6 separate regions of the Mus musculus genome follow, and all the other regions are linked to region 6. Evidence: chromatin contacts called from public ChIA-PET, Hi-C and HiChIP or PLAC-seq data. All regions are on one chromosome and are shown on one strand. Each heading gives the region's core, a stretch centred on a gene start, on an enhancer-like site or on the middle of the called end of the contact. The rest is flanking DNA. Distances are from core to core; before and after follow the strand shown.

What was found. A called contact is a pair of places that touch in the nucleus more often than the background predicts. ChIA-PET counts read pairs in DNA pulled down with a chosen protein or histone mark. HiChIP or PLAC-seq counts read pairs in DNA pulled down with a chosen protein or histone mark.
Region 1: an RNA polymerase II ChIA-PET map of memory CD8 T cells shows a contact between it and region 6, with 11 read pairs. The contact joins the promoter of Sucla2 here to the promoter of Cysltr2 in region 6. A contact is called at or near these places in 4 of 39 promoter capture datasets (hematopoietic stem and progenitor cells, liver and pre-B cells), 1 of 115 datasets of contacts at active chromatin or transcription factors (memory CD8 T cells) and 1 of 9 other capture datasets (liver).
Region 2: a contact with region 6 is called in a Hi-C map of bone marrow-derived macrophages, with 13 read pairs. The contact joins the enhancer-like site here to the promoter of Cysltr2 in region 6. A contact is called at or near these places in 13 of 39 promoter capture datasets (the 3T3-L1 cell line, 3T3-L1-derived adipocytes, the C10 cell line and 8 more), 1 of 15 datasets of contacts at CTCF or cohesin (the NIH/3T3 cell line), 2 of 484 Hi-C or Micro-C datasets (bone marrow-derived macrophages and pre-B cells), 1 of 115 datasets of contacts at active chromatin or transcription factors (effector CD8 T cells) and 1 of 9 other capture datasets (adipose tissue).
Region 3: a contact with region 6 is called in an H3K4me3 HiChIP or PLAC-seq map of bone marrow-derived macrophages, with 3 times the contacts expected there. The contact joins the enhancer-like site here to the promoter of Cysltr2 in region 6. A contact is called at or near these places in 9 of 39 promoter capture datasets (the C10 cell line, cranial neural crest, embryonic stem cells and 5 more) and 3 of 115 datasets of contacts at active chromatin or transcription factors (bone marrow-derived macrophages, effector CD8 T cells and embryonic basal ganglia).
Region 4: a Hi-C map of bone marrow-derived macrophages shows a contact between it and region 6, with 14 read pairs. The contact joins the enhancer-like site here to the promoter of Cysltr2 in region 6. A contact is called at or near these places in 14 of 39 promoter capture datasets (the 3T3-L1 cell line, the C10 cell line, the HPC-7 cell line and 10 more), 1 of 484 Hi-C or Micro-C datasets (bone marrow-derived macrophages), 1 of 115 datasets of contacts at active chromatin or transcription factors (bone marrow-derived macrophages) and 1 of 9 other capture datasets (macrophages).
Region 5: a contact with region 6 is called in an H3K4me3 HiChIP or PLAC-seq map of bone marrow-derived macrophages, with 3 times the contacts expected there. The contact joins the enhancer-like site here to the promoter of Cysltr2 in region 6. A contact is called at or near these places in 8 of 39 promoter capture datasets (the 3T3-L1 cell line, the C10 cell line, cranial neural crest and 5 more), 1 of 484 Hi-C or Micro-C datasets (group 2 innate lymphoid cells) and 1 of 115 datasets of contacts at active chromatin or transcription factors (bone marrow-derived macrophages).

What each region holds. Positions count from the first base shown.
Region 1 is chr14:73,549,571-73,554,039 of GRCm38.p6, reverse strand. Sucla2 (succinate-Coenzyme A ligase, ADP-forming, beta subunit) reads right to left here and starts at 1,254. Exons shown (of 11, transcript NM_011506.4): 1 at 1,143-1,254. The coding sequence starts at 1,232.
Region 2 is chr14:72,557,645-72,561,767 of GRCm38.p6, reverse strand. It overlaps Fndc3a (fibronectin type III domain containing 3A), which reads left to right. Exons shown (of 26, transcript NM_207636.2): 17 at 52-170; 18 at 2,421-2,526; 19 at 2,613-2,788; 20 at 4,021-4,123. Among named protein-coding and RNA genes, the nearest start is that of Gm30500, 68 kb to the right of the region's middle. Within about 2 kb of position 2,792, at least 12 of the 459 cell types and tissues checked have an H3K27ac peak or open chromatin away from gene starts, as enhancers often do. A contact at or near this core is called in bone marrow-derived macrophages, where this site is marked.
Region 3 is chr14:72,628,280-72,632,786 of GRCm38.p6, reverse strand. The region is part of intron 3 of Fndc3a (fibronectin type III domain containing 3A); the gene reads left to right. Among named protein-coding and RNA genes, the nearest start is that of Fndc3a, 79 kb to the left of the region's middle. Within about 2 kb of position 2,651, at least 10 of the 459 cell types and tissues checked have an H3K27ac peak or open chromatin away from gene starts, as enhancers often do. A contact at or near this core is called in bone marrow-derived macrophages, where this site is marked.
Region 4 is chr14:72,578,894-72,583,014 of GRCm38.p6, reverse strand. It overlaps Fndc3a (fibronectin type III domain containing 3A), which reads left to right. Exons shown (of 26, transcript NM_207636.2): 7 at 1-58. Among named protein-coding and RNA genes, the nearest start is that of Gm30500, 89 kb to the right of the region's middle. Within about 2 kb of position 1,799, at least 24 of the 459 cell types and tissues checked have an H3K27ac peak or open chromatin away from gene starts, as enhancers often do. A contact at or near this core is called in bone marrow-derived macrophages, where this site is marked.
Region 5 is chr14:72,682,546-72,687,186 of GRCm38.p6, reverse strand. It overlaps Fndc3a (fibronectin type III domain containing 3A), which reads left to right. Exons shown (of 26, transcript NM_207636.2): 2 at 3,416-3,553. The coding sequence starts at 3,455. Among named protein-coding and RNA genes, the nearest start is that of Fndc3a, 25 kb to the left of the region's middle. Within about 2 kb of position 2,151, at least 34 of the 459 cell types and tissues checked have an H3K27ac peak or open chromatin away from gene starts, as enhancers often do. A contact at or near this core is called in bone marrow-derived macrophages, where this site is marked.
Region 6 is chr14:73,047,531-73,052,167 of GRCm38.p6, reverse strand. Cysltr2 (cysteinyl leukotriene receptor 2) reads left to right here and starts at 3,054. Exons shown (of 5, transcript NM_001162412.1): 1 at 3,054-3,132; 2 at 3,540-3,644.

The DNA.
Region 1 (4,469 bases), core at 5-2,504, 500 kb before region 6:
CCTTATCCTCTTAAAACTTGGCAGCATTATTTAAGGAAGGGAGGGGGCTAAATCTATCCACCTATGATGTGTCTAGTTACTTCAAAACATAACCAAAACTCTATCTTAGAAAGCTAATCCCGCTCTTGAAGTTTTAAGGTACTAACACTGAGGGCCAATTTGTTTGGGGCTTGTTGTTGTTTAATTGGTTTGTCTTTGTTATTTAGTGACAAGCCTTGGCTGGCCTTGAACTATGTATGTAAAAGATGACCTTGAATATCTCATTCTCTTGCCTCCACCTTAAGTGCTAAGGTTACAAGGATGCTGGGGATAGAACCCAGGACTTCCTACATGCCAGGCAGGCCCTCTACCAAATAAACTGCATTCCCAGTACCCACTTTTTGTGTTTGAATGCTGTAGAACAGACACAACAAGCACACAGCTTCAGAAATGGACCCTTGTGGAACTAAACCTCAGTTCTGTCTCAGACTGCTATGTCTCCTAGGCCAAAGTACTTCTCTGAGCCATCATCAGATCGTCATCAATGGTTACTGGCCTTAATGACAACCCCTGTGCTGTTGACAAGCCTAATGACCTTAGGACAACATCTGACACTCCCTAAATGTCGAGAAACAAAGCAGCAAAATAGGTACTAGAGTCTGTCCAGAAGTGAAATCCTCTAAAAGATTTACTCTCCCATCTAATCCTTACTCTCCCATCTAATCAGCTGGGAAACTGAAGAACTCGTTATCAGTACTCACTACCAGGACTGACTGATAGATCAGCTCTGCTGGTGTTCCTAAGTCCTTCCCACCTACGACAGTTTGCTGGACCTCAAAGTACACTTGAAGGGCATCCCCTTACCCAAAGGGGGTCCGGAAGCGTTGGCCCCGGGCAAGGACAGCCCCCGTCCCCTCTGGGATCGCTCCGGCAGGCTCCCGCAGGTGAGGCCGACTGCCAGGCCGCCCTGCCGGGCCTCCAGCGGCCGGGGGACGGAGCCGAGCCCAGCTGCCCCGAGCGCCAGCTCGCAGCCCTGGCCCGCAGCCTCTGTGCAGAGCAGGGCATCCCGGCCGTGCCAGCGCCGCTGAGAGCCCCGGAGCTGGGCCGCGCCCCTGAGCCTTGCCCGCCGACCCCCGCGGCCAAAGCGAACAGGGCGAGCTTACCTGGGCGGCGGCTCGCAGCGTAGTCTGCGGCCGGTGGCTCCTCAGGGCGGCCGCGGCCAACTGCCGGCCGTAGAACATGGACGCCGCCATTTCTGAGTCCGACCCGTCCCCTGGGCACCGCGCAGGCGCAGAGACGCAGTTGCTCTCGGGGCGCTCCCGGCCCGAGACAAGGACAATCCTCGGGGGCGGGGCCTCGCGTTAACCCCGTCGCTGCCGGAGGAGCCGGGTTTGGCAGGCACAAAGCAAACTTTGGCCTTCAGAACTTTGACCTCAGTGACATGTGGACAAGGGGCCATCAGAACGCTTCCTAGAGAACTGTGACGCTGCTACTTCAGTCTTCTTACCTTCTCTGAGCCCTAGTGGCCTCACAAGTGAAATGGGGTTACTTAGGGAAAGCGAATGTATGCGTTGAGCCTTTAGGATACAATAGATACTAAAATAAAACATAACACAAAATAATAAAGACAGTGCCACTGATACTCAAAAGACTGTTACTCACTAGTTACTGAAGCCGCCCATACTGAAAACACTCCTAACAAAGTGTTTGAGAGAGCTAGAGAGATGGCTTAGTAGTTTGGAGCTGGTACGGCTGTGGCACTCAGCTGAATTCCCAGCCTCATGTCAGACAGCTCACCACTGCGTATGGGCTCTGAAACTCTCTTCTGGCCTCCCTGGGCACCAGCACACACGTGCACATACATATATCCAACAATGCATACATATTAAAAGAAAAGAAAAGAAAATACTATCACATTTGAACTGAAAAAGATGGGGTAACCCAGGACCCAGAAAGACCTATTACATGTTCTCTCAAATTTAAATATGCTATCTTTAAATTTTTATATGTATGTATTTATGTGTGAGCAAGGATTAGAGGCCAGAAACTATAGAGGGCCCCATGAGAAGACACAATAATATGTTTGTGTGAAGGCACAGTAACTAATAAGACTCATGTAAGAAGGAACAGGGCGGTGAGGGAAAGAAGGAAGGGATCAACCAAAACTACTATAAAAATGGTGTAAGAAAGCCTATGAGTTGTAAGAAAGCCTATGAGTTGTATGCTAACTTTAAAATATACCCACCCCAAGGCATGCCTGATAGTTTATGCCTGCAATCCCATCCCAATGGAAGCTACAATGAGAAGTTAAAGAACTCCAGACTACTCTACAACTCACAGGGGGGGGGGAGATACCCCACTAGCCGTGAAACCCATCAGCAGCATCCTTTCATGGAGGGGGTAATGGTCTCATGAGGCCTCCCCCCTCCTTGAGGATTGGTTGAAAGTTAATGGTTGGCATTGGAGTGCATTCATTCAGTGGCGTAGCCTGTGTTCCTGTAAGCAAGCCAAATGAAACGTGTTCAGCCATCAAAGAAGAGACAGGAAAGTGAAGCCTGCAGAATTAAGAAACAAAAGTCGAAAATGGGTGAATATGATCGAAATGAACTAAATACTGGGGCTAGAAAGGCAGCTGTTCCACAGTTAAGAGCCACAGCTGCTCTTCCAGAACGTTCCAGTATGATCCCCAGCACCCTTATGGCAGCTCGCATCACCTGTTCCAGTTCCAGAGATCTGATGCCTTCAAGAGCACCAGGCATGCGACTGGTACACAGGCAAAACACTTGTACACATAAGATGAAATTTTAAAATGTATTAGATGCATGCATGAAATGCTATAATGAAACACATTGTTATGTACAGTTAAGATATGCTAATAAAAATACTTTTAAATAAAAAAACAAAGTAAGAAAACCACCCCAGGCCCCACCCAGGGGAAATTAGGGAATTTTTATTAGAGTCTCTAGGTGGAGCAGACACACACATCATCTTAATTTCACTTCCTGGCACTGTGATAAAAACACGCTGACAAAAAACCTTAAGATACAAAAGGGTTTCTTGGCTCACAAATCCAGGTTACAGTGCATCATTGTGGGAGATCAGGATGACAGGAACGTGAAACAACTAGACGCATTCATTCGCATCCCACGCACAGTGGGGAGCAGTGGGTTCCTGCAAGCACACGGTGCTCAGCCCTTTATCTTTACTCCCAGACAAACCAGATCCCTCCCCCGGGGAACACTGGCGCTTCCCACTGGTGGAGAGTCCCCCATAGAGATGCCACTGGCCTAATCTAGGCAATCCTTCCTTGAGGTTCCAATCCCAAGTGATTCTAAATTGTGTCAGATTCTTAATTAAAGCCAACCATCACAAAAGCATGTCCTAGGCCATAAAAATCCCCTGCCAGACAGACCCTGCTCCCACTCCCAGAATCCCTGAGTTTTAAAATACGTGGAAGAAATACTGGGGATGTGACTCAGTGGTGACAGAGTGCTTAACTAGCATACATGAAGCCATGGTCTCATTCCCCAGCACCACAGAGATTGGGCACAGTGGCATTTATCTGTAACGTCAGCATTTCAGGTGTTGGAGGCAGGAGGATCAGAAGTCCAAAGGTAATCTTGGGCCACATAGTAAGTGCCAGGCTGGAGTAGTAACATTTTGGGCGGGTGGGGGTGGGGGGTTGAGGGGTGGGGGAGATGTAAAAAAGCCTGCAAACAGACTGAACTTTTTTTAAACTTAGAAGCTGAGTTAATAATATCCCTTGAGAGCATTTAAGACTGCATACTCGCCGAGCAGAGGTGGCACACGCCTTTAATCCCAGCACTTGGGAGGCAGAGGCAGCCGGATTTCTGAGTTTGAGGCCAGCCTGGTCTACAGAGTCAGTTCCAGGACAGCCAGGACTACACAGAGAAACCCTGTCTGAAAAAAAAAAAAAAGACTACATACTCAACCTGCTATCCTATTGTGTGCTCTGTCTGTTTGAGTTTAGCCTATCTTTAAGAGTGCAACAGAACAACTTTCCTATGTCTTGGATGTCCAGCATAATCAGCTTTTACAACCAGAGTTAAATGCTTAGCTTTACTCTTAAGTTATATGCCCTCCTATGCTCTGAACTAGAATAATGTATGTATGTATGTATGTGTTGTGATTGTCGTTTGCTGAAAGTGGCCAAAAGGCTGAAAGCAACCTTAAAACAAATACACTCTACATGTTGGAAGCAACAGTGGATCGAGGTTGATAACAACTGTTTGCAGGGTTTGGGTTGGCTGTTTGGTTGGTTGGTTGGTTGGTTGGTTGGTTGGTTGGTTGGTTTTGTGAGACAGGGTTTCTACATGCAGCCCTGGTTGTCCTGGAACTCAGAGATCTGCCTGCCTTAAAGATTAAAGGCATACGCTACCATGCCCAACTTTCCAATTGCCATTTTTAACCTCCTACCTTTAATTTCATTTAATTAGTAATCAGTTGACTTTATTAATCTCTAAAGCAAC
Region 2 (4,123 bases), core at 1,543-4,042, 490 kb after region 6:
AATGTTAACCATTACTTCGGAGCTGATTGTACATAATTCTACACTTTTCAGGAAACAAATGGGATATGATCTACAGTGGCACTACCAGGGAACATCTTTGTGACCGGCTGACTCCAGGCTGCTATTACCGCTTACGGGTTTACTGCATTAGTGACGGAGGGCAGAGTGCGGTAATGCTTATATGTACATGTTTGTTCGTTAATTTGGACCACATGGAGCAGGATCAGCATTTCCTGCCCTCATTGGTGAAATGTGTGGACAAATCTGCAAGAGTAGTTTTTTTGTAACCTGGGTGACTATTGTTACACTTACCAGAATATTCTAACAGGTTATTTTACTCACAGTCTATATTTAGGTAAATCCTAGGATGATATTTGATATTTATATTTAGCAGAAATTGAAATAGTTAGAAACTGATTTGCTGCTTTGAAATTTTGTCTCTGGAGAAACCATAAATTATTCAAACACAGATACGACATTTTAGTATTTCAGAAAAAGTAACTATTATTTTATGATTATTAAGAGAATCAGTAGCTGGGTATTTAATCCCAGCACTTGGGAGGCAGAGGCTGATGGATCCCTGAGTTCAAGGCCAGCCTGGTATACAGAGCAAATTCCAGGACAGCCAGGGCTAAGAAGCCCTGCCTCAAGAGAGAGAGGGAGAGGGGAAAGAGAAGGAGAGAGGGAGGGGAGAGAAAAAAAAAAAGAAAGGGGGACTCAGTAAGTCAGTGACCAGTAACTTCATCAGTTACATTGATCGTATCCCAATTCTAAGAACAGCTTTAGAGCCTGGCTCAATATTGAGTTCATTTAACATCTTCAGTTACACTTACTCAGTCCCAACATTTTCATGGGTCAGTAATTCAGTGAGGGTGTCTTCATCAGGCTTCCCGACTGCCTGTTTGGGCTGCTTACAGTCCTCCCACTGTTTGCGCTCTTGAGGGATTCTACTTTGAGTCTGCTTGAGAACAAACAAGAGCATGAGAGAACTGGCAGAGACTGCCCTTTTCCTCATCTTTAAGTCATTTCAAACCACAGAAATATTTTGTGTTCTCCATTCCCTGCCAAGATGCTTGCTTCAGTCCCTGTCTCTACATTTCCTACTTGTGAGTTTTGGGGGAGCATCCTAAAGCATGCCAGGAGCTGTGGCCCAGGCACAGACCACAAGCAGCCCCAGTCTCCGAGCTCAATGCAGCAGGATGAGGCAGACCCCTCCCCCAGTTTTGGACAGCATATGGAGCCCCTTTCCTTGCTCATGTCTTCCCATTCTTCACTCCTGGGCTGGAATCGTGCTCTAGGCTCCTGATGTATTTTTAATGAATTTAACCAAGAATCACTTATTAGAACATTCATAATAATATTTTTCTAGTGGAAGTTTACATAATGAAAACACTCTCGTTAAAAATGGCTTTTAAACTTCTTTTTAGGCCTGCAAGTATTGTGAAACTGAGTGTGTCCTGCCCAGCAGGCTTGTGGTACAGTGCTCTCTGGTATTCCTTGAGAAGCTCCCTGGTAGTAAAGGCATAACTTGGTGTTAGAACAGTCTTCGTCTGTAGAAGACTCCTTCCTGAATTCCAGAGCCACCTGGAGCAAAAGAGAGTCTCCCCACATTTAAGAACAACAAACATAGCGTCTAAAATTCTTTTCTAGTATGTCAGTGAAGCATTCTTACATAGATTGCCTGTCTGAAAAAATGTTGAACAAGTGGTTTGTGTTTAAAAAAGAACTAAATATTAATTGTGAACCTTAATATACAACTAGGCCAGGTAATCTTTCAAGTAAAAATCAAGGCTGAGGCTGATAGCTTTTCATGGTGAGATACTTGCTTAGCATTTGTAAGGCCCTGGTTTAAACTCTTGTCATATAAGAAAATACATGACTTTAAATATAGGAATCAAAGCAATACTAAATAAAGGTGTCTTACTAGAGAAACTGACTGGCTGTAGAATTGATATTAGAGGAATAAGATAGATAAATTAACATTTAGGTTAAAAGATGGTTTAAAAAAGAAAGCCAAAAAAATTTTTTAAAAACCTAACAACACCAGCAAAAACCAATCCTATGAGTCTTAACTTCCAAAAACAATGCAGTAGAAAACATCTGTGCTGTTGGAACAACTAGAAGGTTGTGGGTCCCTGTGGACAGGATTTGTTTAGTTGCCTATTATCTTGGATACTTTGTTTTGTTTCATTATAGAAAGGACATAATTCCTTTTCCTACTTGTTTTTTAAATAGTAGTTATAGTAATGTCCTTTTGTCTATAAAAATATGTTGTAATGATTTAATAAGGCTTGATTCTATTCAGTACGTTATTTCTTTGGGTAGTAAAGTATGATTTCACACTGTTAATACAATTTTATGTTGTGTTAAAATTCTTTATCAAAGCAATCCAGTTGTTTGATTTTGCTTTGTTTCTGCAGGTCTCTGAATCTTTACTAGTACAGACTCCAGCTGTGCCTCCTGGCCCATGCCTCCCTCCCAGGTTACAGGGTAGACCCAAAGCAAAAGAAATACAGTTACGATGGGGTAATTTCCATTTTGGTACTGAATTATGATTAAGTTAGAACCAAAGTATTTCTCCTGTTTAAACTCCTAAATATGTCCCTGCTTAGGACCTCCTCAGGTTGATGGTGGATCACCCATTTCCTGTTATGCAGTAGAAATGACTCCTGCAGATAAAGATGAGCCCAGAGACGTTTACCAAGGTTCTGAAGTGGAGTGTACAGTGGGCAGCCTTCTTCCTGGAAAGACGTACAGCTTCAGACTTCGTGCAGCAAACAGAATAGGGGTGAGGCAACTGCCTACTGAGTCATCACTTGAGCATGTATTGTCAAACCTACTATCAAGCCATTTTGCTTTAATAAGCTTCTAGTGACAAATAAGGAACAGCGTGCCCTATAACTCGTCTTTCTGTCTTTGTACTTTGAGACCTTAGAGTTTGTGTCACTTGGAAAGAGTTATGGCTTCTTTTACAGATGTTTAAATGCCTGTTTTCATGGTCACGAAACTGGTTTTATGCAGCATTTACTCCTCATTGCAAACCAGATATGATTCATGCTTTGCTTCATGAGCAAATGCTGATATTTAAGCATTTATGGTTTATATGAGTTATTTAACTGTGTATCTACATACATATACATACTGAGAGAGAGAGAGATGCATAAAATGCATTAAGAGCTGATAGCCCACTTTGCAACTAGTGATGCTAGGGCTAGAAGAGAGTGCTTCCACACAGTTGCTGATGCTCTAACTCTCCGCTAAGGCAGATGCCCTAAGACAAAGCAGTTGCTTATTTGTATGGCACATAAAAAAACAAAAAAACCCAAAACTATTCTGTAAGTAATTTTTTTCAAAATTTAAGATCACAGGTCTCTTTACCACAGTTTTAAAGACTTGAGTGAGCTGTGCTTTAATTCATGTTCTGTCTCCATCTGAACTATATTTTAATCTGTGAGTACACTTAAATATTGTGGATGGAATTGTGTAGTCTGCAGACAGTCCTTATTTAAGCTGTCAGTCTGTGTGCCCTTAGCAGCCTCACAAGGCTGCAGTTAACTGGTAGCATTTTCAATGTAATGTCTTCCTTTTTATTTACGCATTTTTGCTAGTTTGACAAAACAACTTTGAACATTTACTTCCCTTATTTCCACTAACTACCCATCTTTGACCCTGTACTATAAGATTGGTGCCACCTCTTTCCTGTGCTCATATTTGGTGCCCTCATTCCTCTTCACACCATTTCTTTCCTCTCACTTCCTTAATTTACTAGAGCCCTGCTCTTTTTACAAAAAGCATTTCATGAAGAGAATAAGGGAGTAGGAGAGGCAAAGTATATTAAATGAAACGTTAAAGTCTGCGTCTATTTCCATACTTGTTAAGTCTTTTACTTCTAATGCCTGTAGAATTATGAACAAATAATTTTGGAGGACTTAATTGCTTGTAAGACTTTAGATACAGGATTCTGTGCACTGAACATCTAAGGATGAAAAAGGAAAATATGTGTTCTGCTTGTTTTTCTAGTTTGGACCATTTTCAGAAAAATACGATATCACTACAGCTCCTGGGCCACCAGACCAATGCAGACCCCCTCAAGTGACATGCAGATCTGCAACTTGTGCACAAG
Region 3 (4,507 bases), core at 1,402-3,901, 420 kb after region 6:
GAAAAGGAAGAAAAAGAGAAATATAACAAGTTTATAAATTGATAACCGTACATTTTCTGTGAATTAAGGTGGGCAAAAAAATGTCTGTTTTGTATTTTATATAGAGCCAGCTTAAAGAATTCTGGCAATGAGGAGGATGGATAGCCACCTCAAAGCCATAGGATCTTTAGCTATTAAGGATTTTTCTCAATCTGGAAAAGTTTGAGAGTGAGCCTCATTGAATTGATGAAAGGGGATTTTTAAAAATTATTCGTCGTCATCAGTCATCCTCATCATCAGAGTTTATTCTCTTAACCAGGCCATTCTCTAAAGGAATGCTGAGGAAAGAATATTTATTATTATTTACTTACCTTATCCTTTTTGTGTGTTTCTTAACCTTATGAAAGAATGTCCAAACAGATCATGTTTTTTACTAAAAATAAAAACCACATTAATCCAAGTCAATCCCATTAGGAGACTCTCCTGCTGAGAAAAACACTGCATCAAAAATGTAGAGATTTTCTTTAGCTTTACATATAATAGGGCAGCCTACTATAATTTTAACTTGAGGAAGTACTACTTGTCATTCAAGAAAAAAAGATGAACCTTTATATTTGTTTATGAAGACATATCTTGGTTTACTGGATAGTTTTATGTCAATTTGACACAAACTGAAGTCATCAGAGAGGAGGGAACTTTAATTAAGAAATAAAATGGGGCTGTAGGCATGCCTGTAAGGCATTTTCTTAATTGGTGATTTACTGGGGAGGGCCCAGCCCATTGAGGTAGTGCCGTCCCTGGGGGGCTGGAGGTCCTGGGTTCTGTAAGAAAGCAGGTGAACAAGAGTGAAGAGCAAGCCAGTAAGCAGCAGTCCTCCATGGCCTCTGCACCAGCTCCTGCCTCCAGGTCCCTATCCTCTTTGAGGTCTTGTCCTGACTTCCTTTGATGATGAACAGTGATATGGAACTATAACTCTAGTAAAGCCTTCCCTGCCTAAGGTGCTTTTGGTTGTAGTGTTTCAGCACAGCAATGATAATCCTAACTGAGACACTAGGATATATATGACTGGGTATACAAAGACTGTCACTATAGGAAAACAACCAACACTATCCTGAGTGAGTGAGTGCTGGTGTGGAGGCCAGAGGTCTACATTGGCTATGTTCCTTAGCTGCTCTCTTTTTGATACAGGCTACCTTATAGAACTTGGGGCTCGCTGGTTGGGCTGTGTTGGCTGGCTTGTGAGCTCCAGGGATCCCCCGGTTTCTGCCTCCCAGAACCGGAATTACAGAGGTTCTGTGTATAGCTTCTTACATGAGTGCTGGGCTCTTAACTCAAGGCTACAGCAAGCATACACTGAGCCATCACCAAAGCCCCTGGAATGAATGACAATGAGTTTATATAATCTGATTCATACCCTGTGACACATAAAGAGACTTTTCCAGGAAACAGAAAAGACCACTCCTAATCTCCTTTTTACAACATCTTAGGGATGTTGGGTTTGTTGGTTTGTTGTTTTTCATTTGCTTGTTTGTTTACCTTCCTACCTGCACAAAAATAGAAAGAAAAAAAAAACCTTTTCACAACTGTGATTTTGAAATCTGTGTGCTTTGAGGCAGGGTCTCATTCTTTAACCCACTCTGGTCTAGAATTCACTAGGTAGCCCTGACTAGCCTCAAACTCACAGCAATATTTTTGCCTCTGTCTCCCAAATGCTGGGATTATAGATGTGAGTCGCCATTTCCAGTTTAGGATTCACATTAAATATTTTTTTCCTTTTGCAACAGCAAACATTGTGTGTGATTTTATTTTAAGCCTGAGAAGCCATTATACTCCATGGCTATAGAGTCAAGACAACATAAATGTCACTCATGTCATTAGTGACAAAATAATCCAGCGATGATGGAGAATATCTGTGTACTTATTCTGTATGGCTCAGAGCTGATGAGCTCTATGGCAGACTCATGGCATTAACAGAACTCTCTCATTCCACATCTGCCAATAACAATTGAAGATACTGATTGTAATCACATACAGTTTTTTATTTTTATCGTTAAAGATTATTTTAAAAGTTCTTTTGACATTCTCTTCTGCTTCATTGTGTCATATCCTTCAACATGTTTAGAAAAAACCCTGTGTTGTTTCAGTGAAATGTCAGCTGTTTTTAGTTACAGTGTGTTGCAGTTTTTCACCGTTCATACCCTGTTTTGCAGGCGTCCGGCACTTGCTAGGACACACAAAACACCTTTGCTCAGTGCACATTCTTTCCTGTGGATATACAGTTTGCCATAACTCTTGTTGCTGAAGGGTAACTAATTTTTGAGAGACATGAGCGGTGCTTCAAAGCCTAGCACTGATGTGGCATTAGGTCTGTCCAAATAGGTGTGAGGCAAAAGTGTGAGCATGCGAGGTCACTTCTAGGAATGATGCCACTTAAAGAAGCGGTAGCTGTTACCAGGGTGAAATTAGAGACATACCTGTGAGACAGGAGAACAGCGTAGTCCTTCTAAAGGTGGAACAGACCTAGATTAGAAATGGTGGAAAAGGGATCTTCAGAATACAGTTCAAGGGCGTGTGGCTGAAAATAGACTACAACTTATTTATACTTCATGTTATAAATACTGTTGCATCCACACTAAACACTTCCTATTTAGAGAAACGGGGCAAGTAGCTCAGTAGTAGAATGTATATTTAGCATGCATAACAGGAACCTACAAGCAAGGCCAGGGGCTACAGCATACTTCATAATGGACATTCACTAGGTAACTCCTACTCTTGGCCCTGTCTTTCCCTGCAGTGGAAAACTTTAAAGTTTTATCAGGGGCAAGAAGGATGGCTAAGCAAGCAAAGGCAAGTGCTACATAGCCCTGGAAGCCATGTGAGGGTGGAAGAGAGAGCAGACTCCACAAAGCTGTCCTCTATACACGTGTGTGTCTGTGGAAAGAGAAAATGAAAGAGACTATATATATATATATATATACACACACGTGTGTGTGTGTGTGTGTGTGTATCTTGTTTCTAGGGAACCAGATTATAAATGTGTTTCCTGCCTCTTAACCTTTCTCTGTTCAATTTTACCATGAGTGATCCACATAAACAAGGCTTCCCAGGCTGGTGACATTTGAACCTGAAGGTAGTGAAAGGGACATGAAGCCCTGTCCCTCTCTTTTCGTTTGTAAGATCTTAATCTGCCTCTTTTCCATCTTTCCATCTTTAGATGTTTAGATATCATATACATCTGGAAGTTCCATCCACTTTTTCATTTTATGGTCCTGATAGCGTGAAGAAATTTGGATGGATAGGGTAGTATATGAGGCAACACAGATGATCCAAATTACATAAATGATAGACAAAAGGCTTTCTGACTTAGTGATTCCCAGGTGAAAGATGGTATGAATGGAAGCAGGATGCTGTTCTTAGCACATTAGAAGTCCTCAAGAAGTACTGTGTAGACAGCTACCACAGCAAGTTACATTTGCTGATGCTGCACTCTGGTCGATAGTTATTAAACAAACAAACTAAGAAAAACTATTTTCTTACTTTTAAAAAAATTGATATTTTTTATTCTATGTGTATGAATGTTTCACCTGCATGCATATATGTCCTTGTGGTGATCAAAAGAAGGCATCAGGATCCCTGAAGCTAGAGTTAAGATAGTTGTAAACCACCATGTATATATGGACCAGGACCAGGAATCAACCACTGGTGCTGTTGAAGAGCAGCAAGCACTCCTAACTACTTTCCCTTCTGTAGGTCCCTTTTAAGTCTGGGCCTTGTGCCAACAACAGAACCTAGACAGGCTAAAGAAACTCTACCAAAACTCTACCTGAGGATGGGAAGTAGTCCTCAGCTTGTTGGCAACTCAAGTCTGTGTGAGACTGATGATGAGAAAGCACAAGGGTCCTAGATACCTGCAGCTCATATCCTGCCACCTTTCTCATCCTCCTGGGAAGTGATGCTTTTTGAGGAGATCATAAGTTGAAGAGAAGATGTTGGGATTAAGATGACTCACTCCTTTCCCAGGGGCCTATAGCAGGATGCAAACACTTTGTGTCAAGCTTCTAGGAGTTTTCATTCATGTTCCAGAAGACATTTCAACTCTGCATGCATGTAATTTGAGAAGCTATTTTAAAACTGCACACAGCTACTCATAATCATTTGTTTTCTCTAATCCTACAGTAACCATAAACTAGGAACTTTTTTTACATTCAAAATAACAATAAAACTAAAAACATTACAGGGAAGAAGCAGTTGAGAGTGGGAAGAAGACCCTTAGATTGGAGTGGATCCTGGTGTCATGTTCAAAATCTGATTCTAAATGGGATTTGTCAAGCAGAGCACCATATATGTTATGCATAATAACTAGTGCTATACTCTTGTCTAAAGTGCCAGACTGCAGAGATCATTTTCCATGTAGTTTATTTGACTGATAGTCCCTTAACATGTTTTGAAATATCTAGACCTTAAACCACAGAAATCCCAAGGAAAATTAATTTAGAATCTACTACATGGAAATCTGGAACTAAAATTA
Region 4 (4,121 bases), core at 550-3,049, 470 kb after region 6:
AAAAGATGAAGAAACTAAAGCATTTGAAGCATTTCTTTCCAACATTGTCAAGCCAGTGGTAAGTAGCTCATGTCTCTCTTTCTTTTGCTAATTAATGTATTCATGGAGGATTTTGTCATTCTCACTTAGGCTTTGTGTTAACTTCATAGAAATGTGAGGCCAGCAGTAGCTCATCGCGGAGTGAGTGTTCTGAGAGGGGTTCTCCTCGGGGAAGCATGATTGAGACAAGGAGAACACGAGTAGTTCCCAGGTCTTTGCAACGCTAGGTATAGAAAGTTAGAAAATACATAAGACAAAGCTTACATAAAATGGTGTATATACATTACCAAAGGGCTCATAACAAAAGATGACATAGTCATATGAAGTGAAAATTTTCAAATTTGTTAAGCATAGGAAGTTCTCCATTGACACCTAAAAGAAACAAGGAAGTGCACTGCTGGGATCACATTTTCTGTTTAAAAGTTACATTAAAATGTTCACTGCAGCATTAATATTCATAAAAGGTGGAACAAGAAATATCAATTGTAATAGTTTTATCAACAAAATATGAAGAAAGCAGAAATAGGCAAAGGTGCTATTGACAAAAATTTGATATCGTAATTATACATAAATCAATGATATAGTCTTGGAAAAAACTTAGTGCGAAGTAGTGAAAACATCAAACTACAATATTTGCTCTGATTTGTTCTTTTCTTCCTCTACTTTCTAAGTGCTGTGACTCTGCTCCATTATATAAGCAAGCTAGCAGAGACATCAGTCACTAAGATTTAATCCTAGCTTTTATGTAAAAGTTTAAGTCAAAGATACACAACCTAACAAAAATAAATCTCTATAATCACTCCTCCATCATCATATTTAGTTACTTGGGGTTCATACCAGTGTTTGGAATTCATTTCTGAGTCCAGCAATCAATACACTCTTTGTAGCTCTTTTCTCTTTTCCCCCTTCCCACCTCCCGCCCCCATAAGGTCATACTCTGCTTTCATGGCTTGATTTTAATCTCTTACTATGTATGGCTTGTGTTCCTGTGTCATATTATTCTTAAAGAAATTAACCTACTTATTCATTCATCCAGAAAATACTTACTATGCTATTCCTATATGTTAATAAGTAAAAAAATGTGTAGACAAATCTAGTATAGAAAGTAGAGTAATGTGGAAAGTAATATTTTACATTGAAGCAATGAAGAAAATGCCACTCGGCTTCCATAGAGGGAGACAAGTGCAGACAGCGCATGGACACGAGGCAGGAGCAAGGACCAATGTCAGCATACCGTGGTGAGGGATCAACCAGGCTTCCCAGAGCTTTACCAGCCAGGACAAGGCCATTTTGCATTGAATAAAAATGCCCCTCAGCTTACAAAGCAAAGAACTTCACCTCTCTGCCCCTAGAAGACATGGATCAGTATAACAAGAAACACACTTGGAGCGTTTTGCTTATTTTTAAACAAATTAAAAGTTGTTGCCATTGTTAACAGCCTCTCCATGAAGGTGTTGTAGATTGTTCTGATTTTGCCTGTTTAGAAAGGGTGAATGCATCAGTCCTCATCAACTAGGCTGCTCATGGCTCTCTTGTTCTGTGACACCTCCCGCTGATACATTCAAGCACTCGAGCTCTCTCTCACTCTAGCTTGTTTCCTCTTAAGAATGGACCATGTAGATGGAATAAAGGTAGAAGAACACAGTAGCTGACAAAGTTTGCTGATGTCTGTCTCTTTCCAGAGTAATTGAGATGCACATGTGTTACTCAATTCCTATAGCTCGTGACGTACCGTTTCCCCTGTTTTACAGATAGGAACTGAAACAAGCAAGTAAGAAGTAGTAAGAGCCAGGGTTGGAGTGCAAGCAATCCCTAGAGCTCTGACCTAGAACTTCTCAAGGGGTTCACTTGAGAAAAAAGATAGGGCTCACATGGCCATCATTGTGATAGTGTTCACTGTCAGTGTGAGGGCTGGTCTGTGGGTGATCACTCCTGGGTTTCTGGCCTGGTTTCTTAGATGGCTTTGGTTGTGCAGCAGTTTACCTGTGTGCAGCAGTGCCAAGGTGTCACCTGTTAGAAGGCTCACAGTTGGTTGTCTGTCCTAAGCCCAGCATGACTCCTCTTGAGTGGTTTTGCCATGATTATAAACAGGTAGTTGAACAAAGAGTAACACTCTTAATGCTGTGGTATGGATTAGAAGAGAAATTTCAGTGAGCTTACCGGCAGCAGCAAGTACTTCAGCCTTAAAAATAAAAGAACCTTAAAAGTTACATGTTCAGTTCTAGACAATCTGTAGTGTGGTCAGGAGAGCTGTGGGTTCTTCAGAACGCCTCAGCTACTTTAACTACTGTCACTGTGTCATGCCTATGATGGCAGGGGAAGAACTGTGCAGCAAGCTGAGGGCTTTCAGTAGTAGTTGGCTGAGTTTCCTTCTTCCTGCCAGTTTAGAAGCTCAGTGTGCTCCCAAATCAAACACATACACTAACACAGCTGTCTGTCACACACAGCTGCTTGAATGTAAATACCGTGTGTGCACAGAGGATGTGCAGAATATGACATGGACGGTAGACTGCCCCATACCAACCAGATGCCCGTGGTTACTGTGTCACACCTTTATCTCTTGGTGTTGTAAACTCTATGTAAAACCAAAAAAAGAAAGAAGAAAGAAAAGGAAGTGGCCCTACCTATTCCTAGTAAGATTTGTGTTTGGTTGACATAACAGCTAATGCTATTTTTTGTAGATAATATTAAAAAGTGGCCACAGAAAGTGAAGTTTTAAAATAATCTACCTGTTAAAATAAAAAGATGTAGTTTAGTAAAGTGTATAATACTAAAAGGGGGGAGGGATAATTTTATTCTTTTAGTTTTTTATTTAATGATTGGGTGATTAATTTGCTGTCTCTGATTAATTTTATGAGCTATAAAGTACAAGTCATTTTTTTTGGTGGTTTGCATGCTTGTATTGAGATCATAAAATTAAATATATTTATTCACTCCATAAACATTTGACCCTGAACAAAATGCCATTTGCCATACTTGGAGCTGGAGATGGACTATAAAACAAAGTGTGGTCCCAGTCCCTACAACTTCCTTTAATAAAATCATTATCACATGATAAATGTAAAGTTTTTAAGTGTCAAGGCTGGAGAGATGCCTCAGAGGAAAAGAGCAGTTGGTGCTCTCAGAGGACAGGGTTCGATTCTCAGCATCCACACAGCAGCTCATAACCACCTATAACTCCAATTCCAGGGACCTAACACCCTTTTCTGGACTTTGCAGGCACATATGTGATGCAGAGACATATATAGAGGCGAAGCACCTATACACATAAAGTTAATAAACGTTTAATGTAAAATAAATTTTCAAACATTTTTAGGTATTGTGAACCACCAGAACAAAGAGAATGCTAGCCAAGTGTTTAATAAGGAAACTAATCCTTGACCAAGGGCATTAGGGAAATTTTCTTCTGAAAGGATGTTTGAGCTGAAATTTCAAGGAAAAGTGGGTGTTTGGTTGTGGATGGGGCAGAGGGTGTGGGGCAGTACTGCACACATAGCAGTGTGTAAAAGACACTGGCCTTGGCCCATTGGAGGAGCACAGTTGCAGCATACATATATACCCACGTAAATAGAAAAGACGTTCACTTGTGGAGCTCAGCTGCACACTGTAGGGAAAGTCAGTGTGCATTTTACTTCAGAGTGAGCTGTGCTCTCAGGGTTGATTGGCCTGCAATGTGGCTAAGCCTTTCTGAAGCCATGTCTTCCAAATGATAGAGTAGAAGGGTGCCATAGTCTCCTGTATATTGAACTGACCGTGCTAGCATGCTGTTCTCTTCTGTGAGGGATCTTTGATAGAACTCTTGAGTTTAAAATCCTGCATCTGTTTCAGTCATGCCTGGAACTAAATGTGTTTGCTGTTAGGTCATTATTGTCTTTCTTCAGAACCATTTTCCATTCTCTGTGTTTATGAATTCTAGAACTGTCTGTCTTCAGATTTCATAGCCAGAGCTCTTAAGTTCCTTTCTCACTTTGTGTGTGTCATTTGTTTGTTTTCAGAGGCAGGGTCTTCCTATGTGAGCCAAGCTGTCTGCAAGCTTATAGCCCTCCCGCCCTAGGCTCCTGCATCCTAGGATTGCTAGCGCA
Region 5 (4,641 bases), core at 902-3,401, 360 kb after region 6:
TGGGGATCTAAACCCATGGCCTTATGCTTGTTCAGCAAGCATTGTCTCACTGACCCATGTCCCAGCTCCTAATCACAACATTTCAAAGAGAAATTTATAGCTAGACACTTATATATTAAAAATTAAATCTGAGACATACCAAATAATTTATTTAACATTTTTAAAATTCTGTTTTATGTGTATGAGTGCTTATCTGCAGGTATATGGATGTGTCCCATGTGCATGCCTGGTGCTTATAGAGGTCAGAAGAGGGTGTCAGATCCCCCTGAAGCTAAAATGATGATCATTGTGAGCCACCATGTAGGTGCTGAGAATGAATAGTCAGCATTGTTAACCCTTGAACTGTCTCTTCAGCTTCAGTTGAGTTTTGCATCTCAAGATCTTAGAAAAATAAGAACAAATATAAAGTTAGCGAATATTGGAATGATAGCAAAGATTAGGCAAGAAATAATGAAATGGAAGCAAAAAGAACAATACAAAAAATGAAATGGCTGGTTGGATGTTCATCATATTAAGCAATATACACCAGACTCAGAGTGACAAGTATTTTCTCTCACTTGTGGATCTAGAACAACAAAACATATATTTATTACTATGTATGTGATATGTATCTACCATGTATGTGAACACACATGCATGAGTGAACGGCATGAAAGCAGAAGAGACACATGGAGAGGAAGAGTTAGAATACCTGTGGGAAAAGGAGGAAGTGTAAGTCGAGACAGTATAGGGAATAAATATATATGGTCAAAGTATATGAAATAACTTGAAAGAAGTTGCCTTTGTGAAACAGAACTATATATAATAAGTATAATAGCAATATAATAAGGGAAATATTTGAAATAAGTATTTATAGAAATGGGCATTCTTGTCTTTTCCTGATCTTGAAGAAAAACTTCCAGGCTTAGTTATTACATATAATCTTCCCTGTGGTTTTTTATATATAGTCTTTATTTTTTTTGCTTTCAGTTTTTATCTTTTTCATGAATGAGTATTGAATTTATTGAATGGTTTTACTAGACAGTTTGAGATGATGTGGTCTTTAACTTTCAAAGATTATTGTATTGAAAAAATGTACAGAACAGTACATGAAAGATGAACATGTAGTGTTTACAATTTAGTAGTTGTGGTCCATTTAACAGCTCCTGGGTCAAGTCACAGAGCAGAGTCAGCATCCCAGAAACTGTTACCTGCCCCCATCTTTAACTCCCCAGAGGCAACCAGTGTGTTGATTTAACAATAAATTGTGTTTGAGCTTTCTTCAAAGTTGAACAGTATGTATTCTCTTTGTTTTTCACTCACATTGTATTTGAGAAATTTTACTCCCTGTTCTCTGAATTGACAGTTTATTATTTTCTTTGGTTTATATAGTTATTGAATAGATTGGTTGATTTCTAAGGGGCATTAGGTTGTCTCTGGTTTTAAAGGACTATTAAATCAAGTTGCTACAAACTCATATACTTACATGTGTGTTGGTCCACTTATATTTCAATAAGTGCATGCATTACTTTTGGGCATCTGTTGTGAGTCTTTGTGGTCAGAGCATAAACAGCATCCACTACATGTATGTGCCCAGCTTTGGTAGATAGGACTGTGGATCTAAGTGGTAGTGCCTGCCTCACTTGGCCTGGCTTCAAACCCTAGCATGAGAAACAAACTTTGATAGATTCTAGAAGAGTTTTTTCAAAATGATTGTAGGACTTTGTTAGTTACTGATTGCTATTTTGTTAGTTTCAATGCCACTTGACATAGTCAGTCTTAGACAGGTTTTCTCCTCCTAAGGGTGCCCACCCAGTCATATGCCATTCCAAGTTCAAATTAATTTTCCAAACCAATATATGATTTTGAGAATATTTTGTTTATTGGTACTTTGAATTCCTTCAGTTGTCTGTGGTGTAACTCAGTCCTCAGTCCACACACACACAAAAAGGAAAAAGAGAAGAGAAATGAGTGCAGTGAGGAGGAGGAGGAGCTTGTGGCCTTGTGGACCCAGGGGACCATAGCAGAGGAGGGTTGGAGTCTACCTGCATGACACCGAGAGGCTGTCTGTTAATGAAATACAAGTTCATTGCTATTATAACAAGGAGAAGGGGGAGGGAGGGGTGAAGGAAGAAAAAGAAAGAGGAAGCGGGGAACAAAAATGAAGTACTTACACACTCTCTTTAATTGGGAGTTTACTTCCTGAAAGTGTCTGCTCTTACATAATAAAATTGTGAGATTTGCAAGAGTCAAAATAACATAAAGATTCTTTGCCGCCTTAAAATTCTTTGTAAATTCCACAGAGAAATTATTTGATGTGATTCACAGTATTACGTTTTGTCAGTCTTTTAATAGTTTAGTAATGTACATTATGGCAGAAGTTAATGTGTTCATATGCATGTGTATGTAGTATAAACACTGTCTAAGTGGTGTGCCTTTCCATGAGTCAGCTAATCATATACAGTGTTCTCTATTGCCATTTTTAGTGTGAAATCATCAATAAGTACCTGTGTTGAATGCATTTTAAGAGTCTCAGCACTTTCTAATACAGCTAAACAGAAAATTGTTGTCAAGTTGAGTCAACTTCTATGGGAGTTTCTATGCAGATTCAACATTTTAAAATAGTGTGAATTTCATCTTTGAAAATTGAATGTCTTGTCCCTTAGCACTGACTTGGTGAATGTGACAGGCATCCAGAAATGACTCCATAAAGCTCAGCGTCGACTTAGTAGCACGTGTGACTGTGGTCATTTTGCTCAGTTTGCTGATGTTTATTGGTTCATGCAGTATAAACTAATCCTACCATCCCACCTTGCCGTATGAGTGCTAGTACACCCTTTCATTCACATAAGATTCATTGTGCTGTACAGTTGTTCTCAGAGCAGATGAATGGATACTGGAAGAGCTTAAAACTTAAAATTTGAAGGCTCTTGCCCTGATCCTGAACAACTCCCCCCTCCCCCTTAAACTGTGTTACTTTGTGTGAGGATTCAGTAGAAAATCATGATTCTTTTTGTATAGTGCCTCAAGGCAAACAGGACGATGAGGGAGATTGAGCCTTTGTAATTTTACCTTGTCAGCTCAAAGAAAAGTGTCAGAGGTACGGTTACCTCATTCAGCCATTGCAGCTTGATGTCTTTCAGGATGTAGATTGAATAGTGATGAGTAAATTAAATTCCCTATCTAGGAATGGAAGGATGGAGATGCAGAAAGTGTAAATAGAGCTTCTGGTATTAGCGTTAGGTTGAGGATAACTAATAGTTACCTTGGTTGGGTTGTATGAAATACATTTTCCCAAGTAGTTGATTGAAAAAGAAGTCAGGTGATCTTTTTGGTCTTCCTTGGACAGTTTGTTTGTTAGTGAGGCAATTCCTGATTGTATTTTAATGTATTTTCTGGATGTATACTTCAGTGGTTATGTCTTTTTGTTTTGCAGAGTTGGAGGGCTTTCCGGTATATTGATGCCTTATTGATAATGGCAGAACACCCGCCTTTGCTAGACACAGCTCAGATTTTAAGTAGCGACATCTCTCTTCTGTCTGCCCCTATTGTAAGTGCAGATGGAACACAACAGGTAAGGAAACAGAAATATGTTTTACCTCATGTCTTTGTCATTGTGGATTTTTTAGCCTAAAGGGCTGCTGTCTTTGCTATTGAATAACCAGTAGAAGTAGGCTTTTGTTTTTGCTTTCCCCTAGGAAAGTTTTGTCTTGGTTTTTGTTTTCATATGTGCTCACACACCTTCTTAAGCTTCACCTTCTTTTTGCTGACTTGCTTTTCAGGGTCAGATGGAAGTCCTGTAAGGTTTTATTTTCCCCCACACTAATCACAGCTGTGGCAGATACTTATGTACTTTCATGAGTCCCTGATAGATTTTTGTTAACATATGTTGCCTGAGGCCAGTCACTGACTTCAATATGAATCTATTAATGAGTTAACCACAGCATATTGCCCTGGTTGCCTGGTAATAACTGTATTCTGTTGCCCTGGTTGCCTGGTAATAACTGTATTCTGTTGCCCTGGTTGCCTGTTAATAACTGTATTCTGTTGCCCTGGTTGCCTGTTAATAACTGTATTCTGTTGCCCTGGTTGCCTGTTAATAACTGTATTCTGTTGCCCTGGTTGCCTGTTAATAACTGTATTCTGTTGCCCTGGTTGCCTGGTAATAACTGTATTCTGTTGCCCTGGTTGCCTGGTAATAACTGTATTCTGTTGCCCTGGTTGCCTGTTAATAACTGTATTCTGTTGCCCTGGTTGCCTGGTAATAACTGTATTCTGTTGCCCTGGTTGCCTGGTAATAACTGTATTCTGTTGCCCTGGTTGCCTGTTAATAACTGTATTCTGTTGCCCTGGTTGCCTGTTAATAACTGTATTCTGTTGCCCTGGTTGCCTGGTAATAACTGTATTCTGTTGCCCTGGTTGCCTGGTAATAACTGTATTCTTCTGTTGCCCTGGTTGCCTGGTAATAACTGTATTCTGTTGCCCTGGTTGCCTGGTAATAACTGTATTCTGTTGCCCTGGTTGCCTGTTAATAACTGTATTCTGTTGCCCTGGTTGCCTGGTAATAACTGTATTCTGTTGCCCTGGTTGCCTGGTAATAACTGTATTCTGTTGCCCTGGTTGCCTGGTAATAACTGTATTCTGTTGCCCTGGTTGCCTGTT
Region 6 (4,637 bases), core at 1,805-4,304:
CTGGCAATAGTGTCTGTGTTTGGTGGCTGATTATGGGATGGATCCCCAGGTGGGGCAGTCTCTGGATGGTCCTTCCTTTTGTCTCAGCTCCAAACTTTGTCTCTGTAACTCCTTTCATGGGTATTTTGTTCCCTATTCTAAGGAGAAATGAAGTACCCACCCGTTGGTCTCCCTTCTTCTTGATTTTCTTGTGTTTTGTAAATTGTATCTTGGGTATTCTAAGTTTCTGGGCTAATATCCACTTATCAATGAGTGCATATCAAGTGAGTTCTTTTGTGATTGGGTTACCTCACTCAGGATGATATTCTCCAGATGCATCCATTTGCCTAAGAATTTCATAAATTCATTGTTTTTAATTGCTGAGTAGTACTCCATTGTGTAAATGTACCACATTTTCTGTATCCATTCTTCTGTTTAGGGACATCTGGGTTCTTTCCAGCTTCTGGCTATTATAAATAAAACTGCTATGAACATAGTGGAGCATGTGTCTTTATTACAAGTTGGAACATCTTCTGGATATATGCCCAGGAGAGGAATTGCTGGATCTTTCAGTAGTACTATGTCCAATTTTCTGAGGAACTGCCAGACTGATTTCCAGAGTGGTTGTACAAGCTTGCAATCCCACAAGCAATGGAGGAGTGTTCCTCTTTCTCCACATCCTCGCCAGCATCTGCTGTCACCTGAATTTTTGACCTTAGCCATTCTGACTGGTGTGAGGTGGAATTTTAGGGTTGTTTTGATTTGCATTTCCCTGATAATTAAGGATGTTCAACATTTTTTCAGGTGCTTCACAGCCATTTGAGAATTCTTTGTTTGGCTCTGTATCCTATTTTTTAATAGGGTTATTTGATTTTCTGGAGTCCATCTTCTTGAGTTCTTTATATATATTGAATATTAGTCCTCTATGTGATTTAGGATTGGTAAAGATCCTTTCCCAATCTGTTGGTGGCCCTTTTGTCTTATTGACAGTGCCTTTTGCCTTACAGAATCTTTGCAATTTTATGAGGTCCCATTTGTCAATTATTGATCTTACAGCACAAATCATTGCTGTTCTGTTTAGGAATTTTTCCCCTGTGCCCATATCTTCGAGGCTTTTCCCCACTTTCTCCTCTATAAGTTTCAGTGTCTCTGGTTTTATGTGGGGTTCCTTAATCCACTTGGACTTGACAAGGCGATAAGAATAGATCTATTTGTATTCTTCTACATGATAACTGCCAGTTGTGCCAGCAACATTTGTTGAAAATGCTGTCTTTTTTCCACTGGATGATTTTAGCTCCCTTGTCAAAGATCAAGTGACCATAGGTGTGTGGGTTCATCTCTGGGTCTTCAATTCTATTCCATTGGTCTACTTGTCTATCGCTATACCAGTACCATGCAGTTTTTATCACAATTGCTCTGTAGTAAAGCTTTAGGTCAGGCATGGTGATTCCACCAGTGGTTCTTTTATCATTGAGAAGAGTTTTTGCTATCCTAGGTTTTTTGTTATTCCAGATGAATCTGCTGATTGCCCTTTCTAATTCGTTGAAGAATTGAGTTGGAATTTTGATAGGGATTGCATTGAATCTGTAGATTGCTTTTGGCAAGATAGCCATCTTTACTATATTGATCTTGCCAATCCATGAGCATTGGAGATCTTTCCATCTTCTGAGATCTTTAATTTCCTTCTTCAGAGACTTGAAGTTCTTATCATACAGATCTTTCACTTCCTTAGTTAGAGTCACACCAAGGTATTTTATGTTATTTGTGACTATTGTGAAGGGTGTTGTTTCCCTAATTTCTTTCTCAGCCTGTTTATCCTTTTTGTAGAGAAAGGCCATTGATTGGAAAAAAAGAAACCCAAACAACTAGACTGTTATAATTGCTAAGTAGTGTGTTGTTTTGCAATTATGAAGTTTGAGAATTTTAGGTTAATTGTTCTGTTTCAAAATCATATTGAGTATTTGGGGTCATTTTGATGCAGTATAGATTTTAAAATGGATTTCGCTGAGGATAAGTTATACATAGGCAAGAGAAGAAGAAACAAAGACGGCAGAAATCTTTAGGAAAAACTTGCACCTGGAAAAATTAATAGGAAATGAGCAATCTGAAAAGGGGGTGTAATAGGTATTAGTCTGTTGCTATAGTAAAATATCAGGAACAATGGCAACACAAGGAAAGAATTTATTGGGATTTAAATTTCAGACAGTCCATATGACCTGGGAGGCATGGTGGTGAGTGCCCAGGGAAGGAAGCTGAGAGATCACATCTGTATCTGCAAATGTGAACCAGAGAGAGCAGTATGAGAACTGGACTGAGGGGATAAATGCTCACAGGCCACTTCCGGTGGTGCCACATCCCCTCCTGTGAGGCTGCACCACCTCCCTGAATAACACCACTGACTGGAGACCCAGCGTTCAAGCACCTGAACCCGTGGGAGAGATTTGTCACTCAGTCTCAGGAGGCAAAGGAGAACGAACCATTCTGAAAGTTGGAAAAAAGAGCGAGGCAGATTGAGAACAAGTCTCCACAATTAGCTATTCAAACAAGAGAGAAAGGAAGAGGAAAACGGAGAAAGAACACATTACATGAACCTTGAGACCATCGGTGACCTTTGCAGAGACTTTTCAGTGGAGTAAGTGAGAATGTGAGAGCATCAGAGAGTGGTGAGAGTGCTCTAAAGCAGGCTACAGAGCGCTGCACTGATGGGTTGGGCATGGGAACAGAAGCCCTTTTGGAGAAATAACAGCCACTTAACCTCCCCCTCCCCCCAGCTCCCTGCCCATCACATCCTGCAAAAGATCCCGATGGAAAGGGGGGGGGGGGGAAGGAAAGAAAGAAAAGAAAGAAAAGAAAAACCCCAGCAAAAACCAATCATTAGCGGCAGGGCAATTCTAGGGTGACTTGAAAGAGGTTGACAGTCACAAACTGGAAATTCTCTGACTTCTGAAGAAAGAACTCAAGCACCCACACCCATGACAGTGCCACAAAGCTGAGGTCCTGCTGACCCAAGTGACTTCTCGCCTTGCTATTGGCTGACACTGTTCATAAAACAGTGTTTGTTTCACTTTTGTTTTAAATAAACAAGCTGCATTCTATGGGGCGAGAAGCCTGGAGTCAGAGCAGACGCCAGGGCGACCGAAGGCAGAGGCACAGGTAGGTTTCCCTTTGTGTTCATTTGTTACTGAGAACTGTGCTTTGAGGATGAGTACAGGAATGGCATGTGGAAAGTAAGCTTAATTTGTTCAACTATCAGTGTTTGTTCTACCATCTTATGTGGTAAACTGGAAAAAGTACAAAAATATTGTAGACTGTAGAAAATACCACCACAAGGCTTGATTGTCAGTTGGGGTATTTCCTTCCTTTTTGAGGTGCATATAATTTTTAGCTTTCTCTCATAGTTGTATATATAAAATAAGAGCAGATATTATTTTTTTCCTTTAAAGCGTGCACTTTATCCACACTACCACGAATTCTATAAAATTGTAATTGTAAATTGCTATATGAGGCACTTCTTTTAGCATATAGATTTTACCATTTAGATTCTTTCCTATTTTGCATAGATTCGGTCATTTTATTCTGTAAGACCTTTTTCTACTCCGAAGCTTTGCTTTTGGAAGAGAGAAGAGTCCATCTGAGAAGGCATACTTCAGTGATTTGGTTCAGAGGTACACTGGGGAATTCACATGTGTGGAGGGCTGTGTGCTTGGAACCCATTCATTTGGGAACATCCATTGGCGATTTTTAGCTTGGGCTGCACCTCAGTCAGAAACACTTCATCTTAGGAGATTAGAAAACAACCCCTCAAAAACGGATTTTCTGGTATTGGCCAGTCTTTAATGTGTTTTTGTCTACTATTAATTCCCAGGTGATGTTAATGAATAGTCAGTTAAAAAAGTTAAATAAGCTGTTTGAATACTTTCTAGTCTTTTACATGTACCTGAGAGTAATATGAATGAAGAAATAAGAAGATGCAATCAAAGGCAAGTCTTTTTTTTTAACTCTGTAAATAGCTTATAGAGCTAATTTATGGGGCATATAAGAATTTTAGAAGTCTTTGTCATCTACCTTAACCACTTCAACCCTTGAGATGCGACCATACTCGGAAGCTTCAGTTCACTAATGCTTGAAGTAAGTAGATTTGTTTCCATGGCTTGGGAAGGTAGGAACTAGAGAAGCAGAGACTCTAGAAGGTTCTAAATATGTTACCATTAAGCTCACTGTGTGCTAGTACCTGTCAAGGCTGTCATATTTCTTTGGTTTCACAACCTTGTAAGGTCATTCAAGAGATGTGTGCCAAGTTACAAACATACCACAGGTATAGAAGATGGCTAAGACTGGATCTAATGTCTCACCCTGCTTTTCAAGAGAAATTGTTTTCACTGGATCCTTATCCCTCTAAGGAAAATATGGACTGAATTTATATAAGAGCTGTGTTCTGCTTTCTCCCCTAAGAAAGGATAGACAGATAAAGGGTAACTAATTAACCCAGGCTGAATCAGTCTTTCCTGAGCTTCCTACAGGAACATACTTGAACTTAATTTGATCAACAGCATGCCAGATGAATTTCTTCTTGTTTTCATTCCATGGAGAATAGTACCTCTTTAGCATCTTTGATACAAATAAGAATTTTTGTAGTATATTTGTATATAGAGACATGT